Regions from separate parts of the Mus musculus genome. Here region 1 is linked to region 2. Evidence: chromatin contacts called from public HiChIP or PLAC-seq data. All regions are on one chromosome and are shown on one strand. Each heading gives the region's core, a stretch centred on a gene start, on an enhancer-like site or on the middle of the called end of the contact. The rest is flanking DNA. Distances are from core to core; before and after follow the strand shown. Region 1 overlaps Disp1 (dispatched RND transporter family member 1). Region 2 has its middle 33 kb from the start of Tlr5.

Region 1 (5,244 bases), core at 2,658-5,157, 170 kb before region 2:
AAATGCAAGTCAAATAATTTTAGACTAATGATATTGACTATTTTGATGGAGATTTTATTACTGCTATATTTAAAATTAAAAGAGTTACCATACTTCATTTTAAAACAAGTTGTAACTTAAAAACAAGAGTAGACTGGGTCGTGAGACAGTAGGTGTTTTGTCAGGTTAACATTTTATTTTACAAATAGTTAAATAACTTAAAAGCTTTTTGTTTCCTTAAATCTGAGTTCTAAACCACAATGGTCTGAAGAGCATGTGAGTGATGCTTGGACTGGGAATGCCCATGTGGCCAGGAGAGTGTCACAGTAGATTTGTCTGCACAGCTGTGCAGTGATGTCAGTTACACAGAGCACAGTCACAGAGTCATGGAACGAGCCTCATTGCCACACAGCCGTCCGCTCTGCCCTGGAAATGGCTAATTAAAGACCAGCGTGAGAGGCTGGCTGTGTTCTCCTCAGCACCACTCGCTGTCCTCTCCCTGAACGATGTTTAGTCATGAGTATATGTTGGACAATTTCTGAGAACATTTACACTTCTTGTTGCGACTCCTTCATATTTGCGATTTATGCTTTCATTGTCTCTATACTAGAATTTCTGTGTTACTACTAAATTGAGTGTCCATTAAACTTCACTGCATTTTACAAGGCTCTTCTGGTGCACTTTACTAGACTTATAGAATTGAATTAGTTTGCTGTGTATGAAAGCTTCTTTTATCATGAATAAATTTCGTTTAATCCGTGGGACTGTTAGTTTTAGATAACTTGTGTGATTACATTCATACTGGTACTAGGATATAAATAAGTATTTAAAACTAAGCACTAATGAAGGTACAGATGTAGAATATATTCACATAACTTGGGAATTTAAAAAACGATCTGATTCAAAAGGTGGGTAAAATGTTCCCATTGCCTACATGTCACCATCCAGTCACTTGTGGAAACAGGCTGTGGGCACTTTTATCTTGTGCAGCTTTTGGACGCTTGCATGTACGTGCACTGTACACAGCCCCGCAGACACCAGGACTCGTGTACATGCACCTTACCCAGCCCCGCAGACAGCAGGACTGGAGGCCTCACTCTTACTTTGCTCTCAGGTGCTTCACTTTCTTTGTACCTGGAGAGATTATTAAGCAGTGACTTATAATTAAAGCGATGGCTTTTCTAAAGTCTACAGTATCTGACATAACAGATCTGTGCAGCATAAATGTGGCATCTTTGTTAGACCGTTAACTCTTCAACACTCCAAAGTGGATACTGCACCTTGAGAAGACTCCAAAAAGTAGATTCACTACATGCCCATTTCCACTCTTGCAAAAGTCAGTGTGATTTTTGGTGGTGGGTGACGACTCCTCCATTTTTCTTGTGTAAACAATTTAATTGCTAAATCGGGTGCAAACCACCGTATGTTTGCAGTTAAGGTTAGTTTGGGTTTGCCTTTGTCTTCTTATAGCACTTAGCACAGTAGTGTTAGCAACTGAGTGAAATGGAAACTTTGGGTTCTTTGGGAAGTCAGTTGTGTTGGATGGTGTATTGCTGGGGCAAACACAGGAAACAGTGTTGTCCTGAAGTGCTCACAGATGAAAGGCTGAGGCAGACAAGACTGAGGCAGATTTGTGAAGAAACAGTTTGCTGCAGCAGACACAGGAGAAAGGGTGTTCTGCTAAAGCAAGCGCGTGTAAGGACAGGTGGTGAAGGAGTCTCTGCTAACAACACACATGTATTGGTCCGCCTTACGTTGCATAGTTGAGCTGCATTTGTCCGGACTCCAGGAGAAACCCACCAAAAGAACTTCTGGTGCTGTGCTGTAGTTTCTTGACGCTTCCTCAGACTCTGGCTGATTGGCAGAGTGACATCAGCTGAGACAGACACACATGCTGAGGCAAGGCACATGGAGGATGTGTGATGCTTGGAGGTTATAAATAGAACTCGATGGACAGTGATGGAGGCTGAGCTAGGCTTGCTTATAGAGCTAGCTGTGCAATGCTGTTGGTCTCGCATTTTCTCTGATCTTTGTTTCACTGAGAGAGGCACAGAAGAAAGCTTCTCCTGACATGCCTCCTGAACTGTACTTCTGGTATATCCGTAAAGTGTTTGTGAGTGGATGGAGCTGCCGCTGCTGACCTGTGAACTGAACTGCTGACTTCCAGACAACATAGACGGGAGTTGCTCCAAAGAACCTTTCTAAACAGGTTTAAGATGTAAGTTTTCAGAAGGAACTTTTAAAAACTAAAAACTTTTAGGCAGACTTGTGTAAATGCTCAGGTGAACTTTTCAACTTCCAGAATCCAGAAATAAACATATATATGACTATATGCTTTTAAAACATACCAAAGAGATGTTAATTTTACCCTTTTGAAAAACCATTCCTATGACCTGTAAAATCTGTACGTTATTGTTAGTGGAACATTTGCTTTCTCTAGCATATCTGCTTCAGAAAGAGGACGACACAGACCCTGGGATGGGCCTACTTCCTGTTTCAGTGCGCTGTGACTTTCTTTCACTCACTCACTCTCTTGGAAAGGGCATAGGCAGGCTGACTAGATGGCACAGTGGGTAGAGGTGCTTGTCACTAAGTCACGATCCCAGTTCAATCCCCAAGCTCCACATAGTGAAAGTCTCCTGCAGGTTGATTCCTGCAGGTTGTTCTCTCACTCCTGCAGTGTGCATGTCCTGGTGTGTTTATACACACATACATACATCATGCACCATACATATACATACACACATACATACATATATGCACACACATACATGTGCATGCATACAAAATTTTTCTTTAATTAAAAAAAGGAAAAGGCACTCATTTGTCACTGTGGGACCAGTCAGCTCAGATCTAGAAATGTGATGAGCAGCCCTATAAAACTCAATTTTTTAACAGTCTCAAGAGACACAAAGTCATTAAGAACATAGTAACAAAGACTGAGTTCATTCATTCACCCCTGAGAAAGCTCCAGTTATCTTGGGTGCTGCTTCTAAGTTGGTTTTCCCAGTTGTCTACAGTGACTATAGATGTCTTTAGCTTGGCCAATGAGAGGAAGTAGAACTTTAAGAGTGGATTCTAGTGGCAGGTTCATAGTTCATTCTGAACTAAGGGGAATCCTAAAAAGGGATCTAGGCCCTTTCCTTTCTTTTACTCCCTAGCCATAGGGTGAGTGATTTTGTGTTTAACCACAGGCCCAAAAGCAGTGGGACCAGTTGACCTATCGAACCTTGAAACCCTTGCCAAATAAGTCCATTCTCTCTGTATTCTTGGTCTCTGCTTGGTTTCTCAGGTATTTGTTAAAAGGACAGGAAGCTAATGCCATTGATTAAATCATCCCATGTATTGTTAAAATGATGAACAGCTAACACAGAAAGACAATTACTTCCAATACTTAACAATTCTCTAATTTTTTTAAAAGATTTGTTGTCTGTGAATGTGTGTGTCTGCATTTGTATATGTACCATGTACTAGTTAGTGTGTGTGTGTGTGTGTGTGTGTATTTGCATGTTTTTGTATCTGCATGTGTTGTCTGCATTTTTGTACATATCCAGTGTGTGTGTGCATGTGTGCGTGTGTGTGTGCATAGTGCATGTGTCTATACATGTACATCCAGAGTATGTGTAGGTCTGAGGGGCTTTCAGTAACTTTTTCTCTCCTTCTTCCTGGAGTTTCAGAGGTCCAAGCTGGGCCTTCTGGCTTGTTAAGCCATCTTGATGACCTCCAAAGTTAAAATTCTTCAGTGAAAGTAAGAAGTGTGTTTTAATTCTACGTAAGAAGTTTGAGGCTTGCACTTCTCCATAGGAAAGGTCTGAGCCTGATTCTTGGTGCTGGTCTGACTCCCAGCAAAGCCAGCAGGGTGTGGATGTGAATTCCAAGGCATCACACTTGGCAGAGGAAGGAGGGAGGATTACATTGCCTAAGGTCCCACAGGGGTGGGAGGGGGGTGCATCATGTTCCTCGCTGAGGCATCCTGAGGGAATGAGACTGTAGACCACTAAGTGGAGCTCGTAGGGAGCCTTGGACACTGAGGTAACTAACCAGCAGAGCAACTGAGATAACTAACTAGCAGCTCGACAAAGCTCACGCCTTAACTTAGGAACAAAGCAGAGCTTGCTAGCTTCATTTCTGTGGCTCCTCAGAGCTATTTTTATATCCTTTATTTCCCTGTTGTGTAAGGTACTGGCAATGACAGGCCTTTGCAAAGTACGAGTACTAATACTAATATTGTAGTATGAATCTTTCTTCTGGATGAATTGCTGTTTTGTTTTAAGGCAAAAGTCATCTTGGCAGTACCCTGTTGACAACTTAACTTGGAACTTCAATGCAGTGCCCTACCTAGGAAATGCAGTACTTTTCTCGAGATGAGTAACTGTGTAAGGACTGAAGAGAATGCTCTGCAGATAAGGTGCTTGCTAGCAAGCCTGATACCCGAGTTTGATCTCCAGGACCCCATAGTTGAAGGAGAACTGACTCCCACACATTGTTTTCTACACCCCATCCACCCGCCCACACAGCTTAAAAATGGTGTAAGCTTGGTTTTTGTTGTTATGCTTTGTACTCAAAGTGTCTGGGTGCCTCTCTTCTTTGTCATTTCTTCACCAATTCAGTGCCTAAACCAATGCTTTGCTCTGCATGTCAGGCCATTTTCATGGTAAGATTAAGGTGTGAGTTTTGTAACTGAGGAGTTTACACGCATGAAAGAGTTTCCTCCCACACTGGCATTAGAACTGCCAACTAGGTTATGTGAGTAGGACCTGAATGTGTTAACAAGGAGCCCTGTTTTCTCTCCTGAAGTGGTTGAGATGCCTTCTGCAGGCTCTGCCTGGCCCCAGACTTTGGTAAGTTACCCCAGCGGGGTTGGGACAGCACCTTGTCACAGTCACACTTCCCAACGCTGGAGCTGGAGCTGTCACTGCTGGCTCCTCAGGAGAAACATAATTCTGCCACTGTGAGTGACTGTAGGCAGCTAGGCCCTGCTGAGGGTTTCAGTATGGAGTCACTTCCAGTGACTGAGGCCACAGCTGCTTCCCTGCGGTGGATGGCACATCGAGATGGTTTTTGTTTCCATATTGTGATTTTGTTTTTCTTTTTGAGATGGGGGTGGGGTATTGCTTTCTTACACAAAGTAGTTTTGAATTCCTGAACTTCACTGATCCTGCTGCCTTAGTCCTCTGAGTAACTAGGGAGACGGGGAGACAGGCCAGCAGTGTGAGCCAGCAGACTCACACCATTTCAGGGTTTTAAGTGGCTCTGCTGAGTGGA
Region 2 (5,685 bases), core at 2,651-5,150:
TTGAAGTGAGCCTCAGAGAACACTGCTGTCACCCCTGGTTCTACAGAGGTGAAGCCTGGGGTCCTGTGATGCAGGGTTCCAGGAAACATCCTTTGTCTTCCTGGAAAGACAGCTCGTGCTATCCCTTGCTCATCCCTGACTATAGTCAGGTGTGTGTGCAGAAACCACATGAAGGCATGCAGGATAGTTCAGGGGCGAGAGTGGGTACTGCTGAGGGGCTGCAGGGGAGCCACTGATGTAATGTCTGCTCGCCCCTCCAGGGCTAGCTTATGGTCCCTCTTCCATGCACTGTTCTGACAAACGTGAAGTAAACGGTTTCTGTCACCATTTTCTGTGGCTTCTTAACTGCTCCATGGCCAGCTCACCTCCCTAGCTAGTGCTTGCCAGTGTGCCCAACACCGGGCAAACGTGAGACTTAGTGTCTTCCCCGCTAACCCCACACACCCACAGTGCTCTGTATACACAGCACACACCACTCAGAGCGCGCCTGTGAGCTGAGACAGCAGGAAGGTCGTGCCTTCATGACAGCCTTAGCTCAGTGTTGGAAACTGTAGTAGTCAGAGCCCTGCCACTGTGACTAAATACTTGAGTACCAAGTTATAAAGAGGAAAGGTTTGTTTCCTTGCACTGTCTCCATGGTCTCAGTCCTTGCTTACCTTTGCCTGTTGCTTTAGGCTACAAAGTGGTGGCAGCATGTGACAAAAACAAAACAAAACAAAACAAAGCAAAACAGCAACAACAAAACAAAAAAATCCAGAGAACAGGGGTGAAGAACTAAGTGTCTTCAACCCCCCACCCCACCACAGGGGTGTTCCTCAATGGCTTAACTTCCCCTTGCTACCCCCACCTCCAGAGGTTCCATCAGCTTTTAGTATCACCATGGGCTTTTGGCCAAGCCTTCAACACATAGGCTTTTGCTGTGTAGACCTGGCTGTCCTGGAACTCACTCTGTAGACCAGGCTGGCTTGAAACTCAGAAATCCGCCTGCCTCTGCCTCCCAAGTGCTGGGATTAAAGGCGTGCGCCACCACTGCCATGGGGCTTGTGTTTGTTTTGAGAAAGGGTTCTACTAAGTAGCCCTTGTTGATCTAGAACTTGCTGACCTTTGAACTCTTAGGAATCTGTGCCTGCCTCCCAGGTGCTAATTAAAAGTGTGTAGCACCATGTCTGGCCACTGCACAAGGGATTGAGGGGATAGTTCAGAGCCAAATGGTAGCTTCCCAGTCCCTCCTTACCTCCTTCCACCCTTTAAACACTGGCTGAGTGACCCCCGCCCCAAACATGAGCTGAGTGGCCAGAGCGTAAGAAGTAGGAAGAACTCACGGACATTTTCCCCCCAACTTTGGAGAGGCTCCTCTCTAAGACCCTTCACATCCCATCCTCCCCCGAAACACTGGCCACACCCCTGAGGATCTGGAAGTTACTAGGAGGTTCCAAATGTCCTTTTTGATCCAGGCCCTTGGAAAGGATTGAAACACTGGGCCCCACGGTCTGATCTCAGCCAGGCTATTAAATATGGAGGGGCTGTTCAGACACCAAAGATGGACTTTGCTGGAGAGTCTCTTCCCACATAATAAATCCTGCTCAAGGCAGATGATAGCAACGCCTGACCACATGGTGCCTGAGATGGATGGCGACATTTTGGACAACAGTGAGTCCCTAATCTAGATCCTATGACACAGCCTTGGAGCCAGCACCTTGCTGGGAGACAAATGGTCCCTTCAGAAGAGGGGAAGCTTTGAAAGGTTGGGAGTGTGGGGCTGGAGAGGGGCCATGTCAGGGTGGAGGCACCAGGGAGAGGGCTGGGAGCAGAGAAACTTTCCAAGCAGGGAAGGGCAATTGGGGGTGGGGGCAGATAGAGAAGAACCCTGTTTGAGCCTGTTCCAGGAACCAAGTTGTGTGAGTTCCTGGATACCAAGAAAGAGATGTCAGCCGTGGGCTCAAAACCCCGTAATGACACTGTTATTTCCCGTGTTACAGGAGGTTTGTTGCTGCCGGTAGCAATGGCCTGAGAGGGCTCTGTGACTCTTGGTGTTTGGTTAAAGGATAGAGTGGCTTGTGATCCTTGTTTAGGATGGGACAGTCTGTATTCCTTGGGGACCGTCATCATGTCAGGTAAGGGACGAAGCTTTCAGGGACTCCAACAAGGAGAAGTGGGGTTTACGGCTCAGAGCAGGGAGCTGTCAGTGAATGGGATGCTATAATCAGGGCTCATCAGCTTGAGGAGAGTCTGTCAGAATGACTGGGTAGGATTCTTGCTGAAAATGAGCTTCAACAGAAGGAGTCTCAAGCAGGGACTGGGGGAGAGCTCCAAGCTGATGTAACAAGATGTTGCACAGACTGGATTCTACAAGGCAGAGAGGGAACCCAGAGCTTGTCCCCATGGAGTACAGGGTCCGGTGGCTGGAGAAGAAGCGAGAATCTTTGTCAGCGCTCGTGTTCTACCCACAGGGTAAGAGCCCTGCTATGATTTGGAGACAACCCGATCTCAGTGCGCATGCGCCATTGGCTAGCAACCAACACAACACGTACTCACGAAGTCGGGGATACTATGTTCTACATATTCACGAAGCAAACCAATATTTTTCCTGTTACTTCACAGTTTACAAACTCTGTTGTGTATTTATTAGTTGATCACTCGTGCTGGGAAAGAAAGGTCCTGGAAAAGAATGCCTGGAACCTCGTGCTCTCTATCTCCCTCCCCCTCTCCTTCCGCTCCCCCCTCCCTCTCTCAAAACGCCAAGACAGAGTCTCACATAGCACAGGCTGCCCTTGAACTTGCTATATAGCCAAGAGTGACCTTGAACTGGCCTCCATTTCCTGTGGACTGGGATTATAGATACGGGCCATCATACATGGTTTATGTGGTGCTGGGATCAAACCTAGGGGTTCCCGTATGCTAGGCAAGCACCCTACCAACTGAGGTCCGCTCCCAGCTCTCATCCCCATTTTACACACTAGAAAACTGAGACCCGAGTAGTCTGGCTACGTGCAGCTCTCCCACTGACTAAGCACATACTTTACAATAGGCATCACAACAGCCCTGGCAAGAAGAAACTGAGTGCTGGAGAGGCGACCAGCTCCAACAGTGGTTACTTGGGGCCACTGATCTCAGCACCCATATTTTACGGACTTTCTGGTGCGTTCTTTCCTCTGGGGCTATCACACCCTAAACTCACATATGCGCGAGATCTCTTGTGTTGCGTACGGAGTAGGGCAGACACATTGCAGATTAATCTGGTCAAGTCCATCTTTTTCTTGTCAGGACCGACATCAGAGTTTGTCCTTGATTATATCCGAGGTGTTAAAGGAGAGATCTGTGCTGTTAGAGCTTCTGGGTACATTTGGGGAATTAAATCCCCCGGCCCTTTCATTCTTTCCTTGGGTTTGCCACCCACGCCTCCCATAAGTCAGACTGGGGTTGCACTGTGCGTGCCTTCAAATGCTGATGTAAAATGTCTGTGGGCCCAGAAACATCACCCGCTATTGTTTCCAGAGTCCATGCTCCAGTAGGAGCCTGGGTCTTTAATGCGCAGGCAGGCGTGGGAGTGTGTGCTTTTCCATTCTGGCTGTAACCGCCTAAGAGTTGCCTCGCTTCCGGCTTCTCCTGGGTTGTTTTTGATGGACGGAACCAGCATCTATCTGGCAACACCCCTGAAGCTTCTGAGCCTGGCTCCTCTAAGGAGCTTTGCTCAAGTTCTGGGTAGGAAAGCTTTCTCTCTGTAGGCTCGGATGTAGGGTTTTTCAACTTTTGTAATGGCTGTGGCCATTTTCTTTCCAGCCAGCTGGGTTTACCTCTTCAAAGATGTCAGCTCCAGCCTCGCCAAGTTTGGGGTTTATAGCTCCACGGCTGGTGACTTAACGTGGGTGTAAAAATAGATCCGCGTTTCTTCTTCCTTCTCTTTAAAATTGGGGAGGAAGGGGCGTGTGCATGTGTTTTCCAACATCCCATCAGTCAGAGACCGTTGAAGCAATTTTAGCTTAGTTTTTTCCCTCACCCCAAAGAGTCGCTCCAAGCCTGAGTCAGACGATGGAACACTTCAAGGAAAAATTTCTTTCCAAAGAAGTCAAGTGCAATTAATGAGGAGGGAGCCGGGGGAGAACGAATTCCAGAGCATTCTCTGTAATGTCAATTACGTCGCTGCCTGATAAACACATGGACGTGTGATCCACGGGCTGTTCCCCTCCTCAGAGGGTTCTTACAATAAGTGACCGTTTCTTTCCATTACAGATCTGGAGGATTTAATTTTCCCAACTGAAACTATAAACAAGATGGACTTTTATACGTGTCACACACACACACACACACACACACACACACACACACACACACACACACGTAGCTGATGGAGAAAGTTTATTAAAAACAAATGAAACTCAGGTCTGTAAAGCCAGCAAACAGGGAAGCTGAGGCGGGAGAGTTGTGAGTTCAAGGCCAGCCTGGGCAGTTTGAGGAGATGCTAGCTCAACAGGCTTTTTAAAGAGAAGCTGGGTTGTAGCTCAAGGTTAGAGTGCTTGTCTGGCGTGAAAGAGATGCTACACTCAATCTCCAGTATCGTAAAGCGTGAGGCAACACATAAAATGTGCTTTTGCTCAGGCGCAGGCGTCTGCTCTGTGCTGGAAGAAACATGGGTTAGAGCGCTATAGCAAACAGCATAGATGTGTTTCTCAGCAGTGAGGCAGTGGTCAGCTCTGGGAAGACTTGTGTCTTTGCTTTTGTTTCAAGTTAGAAATAATCCATATGACCTTGTCTATGGACATGGGCCTGACATTCGTGTGAGGTTCCCTTAGCTCCCTCCTGGATTAGGGCCGGGCTCCTTCCAACTACACCCGTTTTCTTATCTACTCCTGACCAAGGACCTCCTCTGTCTCCTGACCCCTCAGCCCTCTCCACTCTACTTGGCCATCTTAACATGCTTTTATCTCAGACCCCAAACCACCTCTTCACTCAAATCTCCCTCCTAAGCCTCCAATATCACTTGACCTACAGTCAAAACTGCTTGCTGTGGGGAGATCGTCTGCCCTTCTGGCTACATCTGTTGCCCACTCTCACACTGCACACAGTTTCTCTCATTGCTCTGAGTTGACCAGTGACATCCCCATAGCTAAGGTCGGTAGGACATTTCCCTGGCCTTCCCTTATGGGATTTCCATGCTGTACTTGGCAATGACCATCCACCTACCCATCATCCACTCACCCATCCATCCACCCACCCATCCATCCACACATCCATCCATCCATCTGTCCATCCATCCACCTACCCATCATCCACCCATCCACCCATCCATCCATCCATCCATCCATCCGTCCATCCACACAGCCACCCATCCACCTACCCATCATCCACCCATCCACCCATCCACCCATCCATCCATCCATCCATCCACCTACCCATCATCTACCCATCCATCCACCCATCCATCCATCCATCCACCCACCCACCCACCCACCCATCCATCCATCCATCCATCCACCCACCCATCCATCCACACACCCATCCATCCATCCATCCATCCATCCATCCATCCATCTACCCACCCATCCATCCACACATCCATCCATCCATCTACCCACCCACCCACCTCACCCATCTATCCACCATCCATCCATCCATCCATCCACCATCCATCCATCCATCCGTCCATCCACACAGCCACCCATCCATCCATCTACCCACCCACCCACT

What was found. HiChIP or PLAC-seq counts read pairs in DNA pulled down with a chosen protein or histone mark.
Region 1: an H3K27ac HiChIP or PLAC-seq map of heart atrium shows a contact between it and region 2, with 6 times the contacts expected there. The contact joins two enhancer-like sites. A contact is called at or near these places in 1 of 15 datasets of contacts at CTCF or cohesin (the NIH/3T3 cell line), 2 of 484 Hi-C or Micro-C datasets (embryonic fibroblasts and nephron progenitors), 3 of 115 datasets of contacts at active chromatin or transcription factors (astrocytes, embryonic basal ganglia and heart atrium) and 2 of 9 other capture datasets (adipose tissue and liver).

Annotation. Positions count from the first base shown.
Region 1 is chr1:183,154,459-183,159,702 of GRCm38.p6, reverse strand. The region is part of intron 3 of Disp1 (dispatched RND transporter family member 1); the gene reads left to right. Among named protein-coding and RNA genes, the nearest start is that of Disp1, 64 kb to the left of the region's middle. Within about 2 kb of position 3,907, at least 65 of the 459 cell types and tissues checked have an H3K27ac peak or open chromatin away from gene starts, as enhancers often do. A contact at or near this core is called in adipose tissue and heart atrium, where this site is marked.
Region 2 is chr1:182,984,821-182,990,505 of GRCm38.p6, reverse strand. No RefSeq gene overlaps it. Among named protein-coding and RNA genes, the nearest start is that of Tlr5, 33 kb to the right of the region's middle. Within about 2 kb of position 3,900, at least 24 of the 459 cell types and tissues checked have an H3K27ac peak or open chromatin away from gene starts, as enhancers often do. A contact at or near this core is called in adipose tissue and heart atrium, where this site is marked.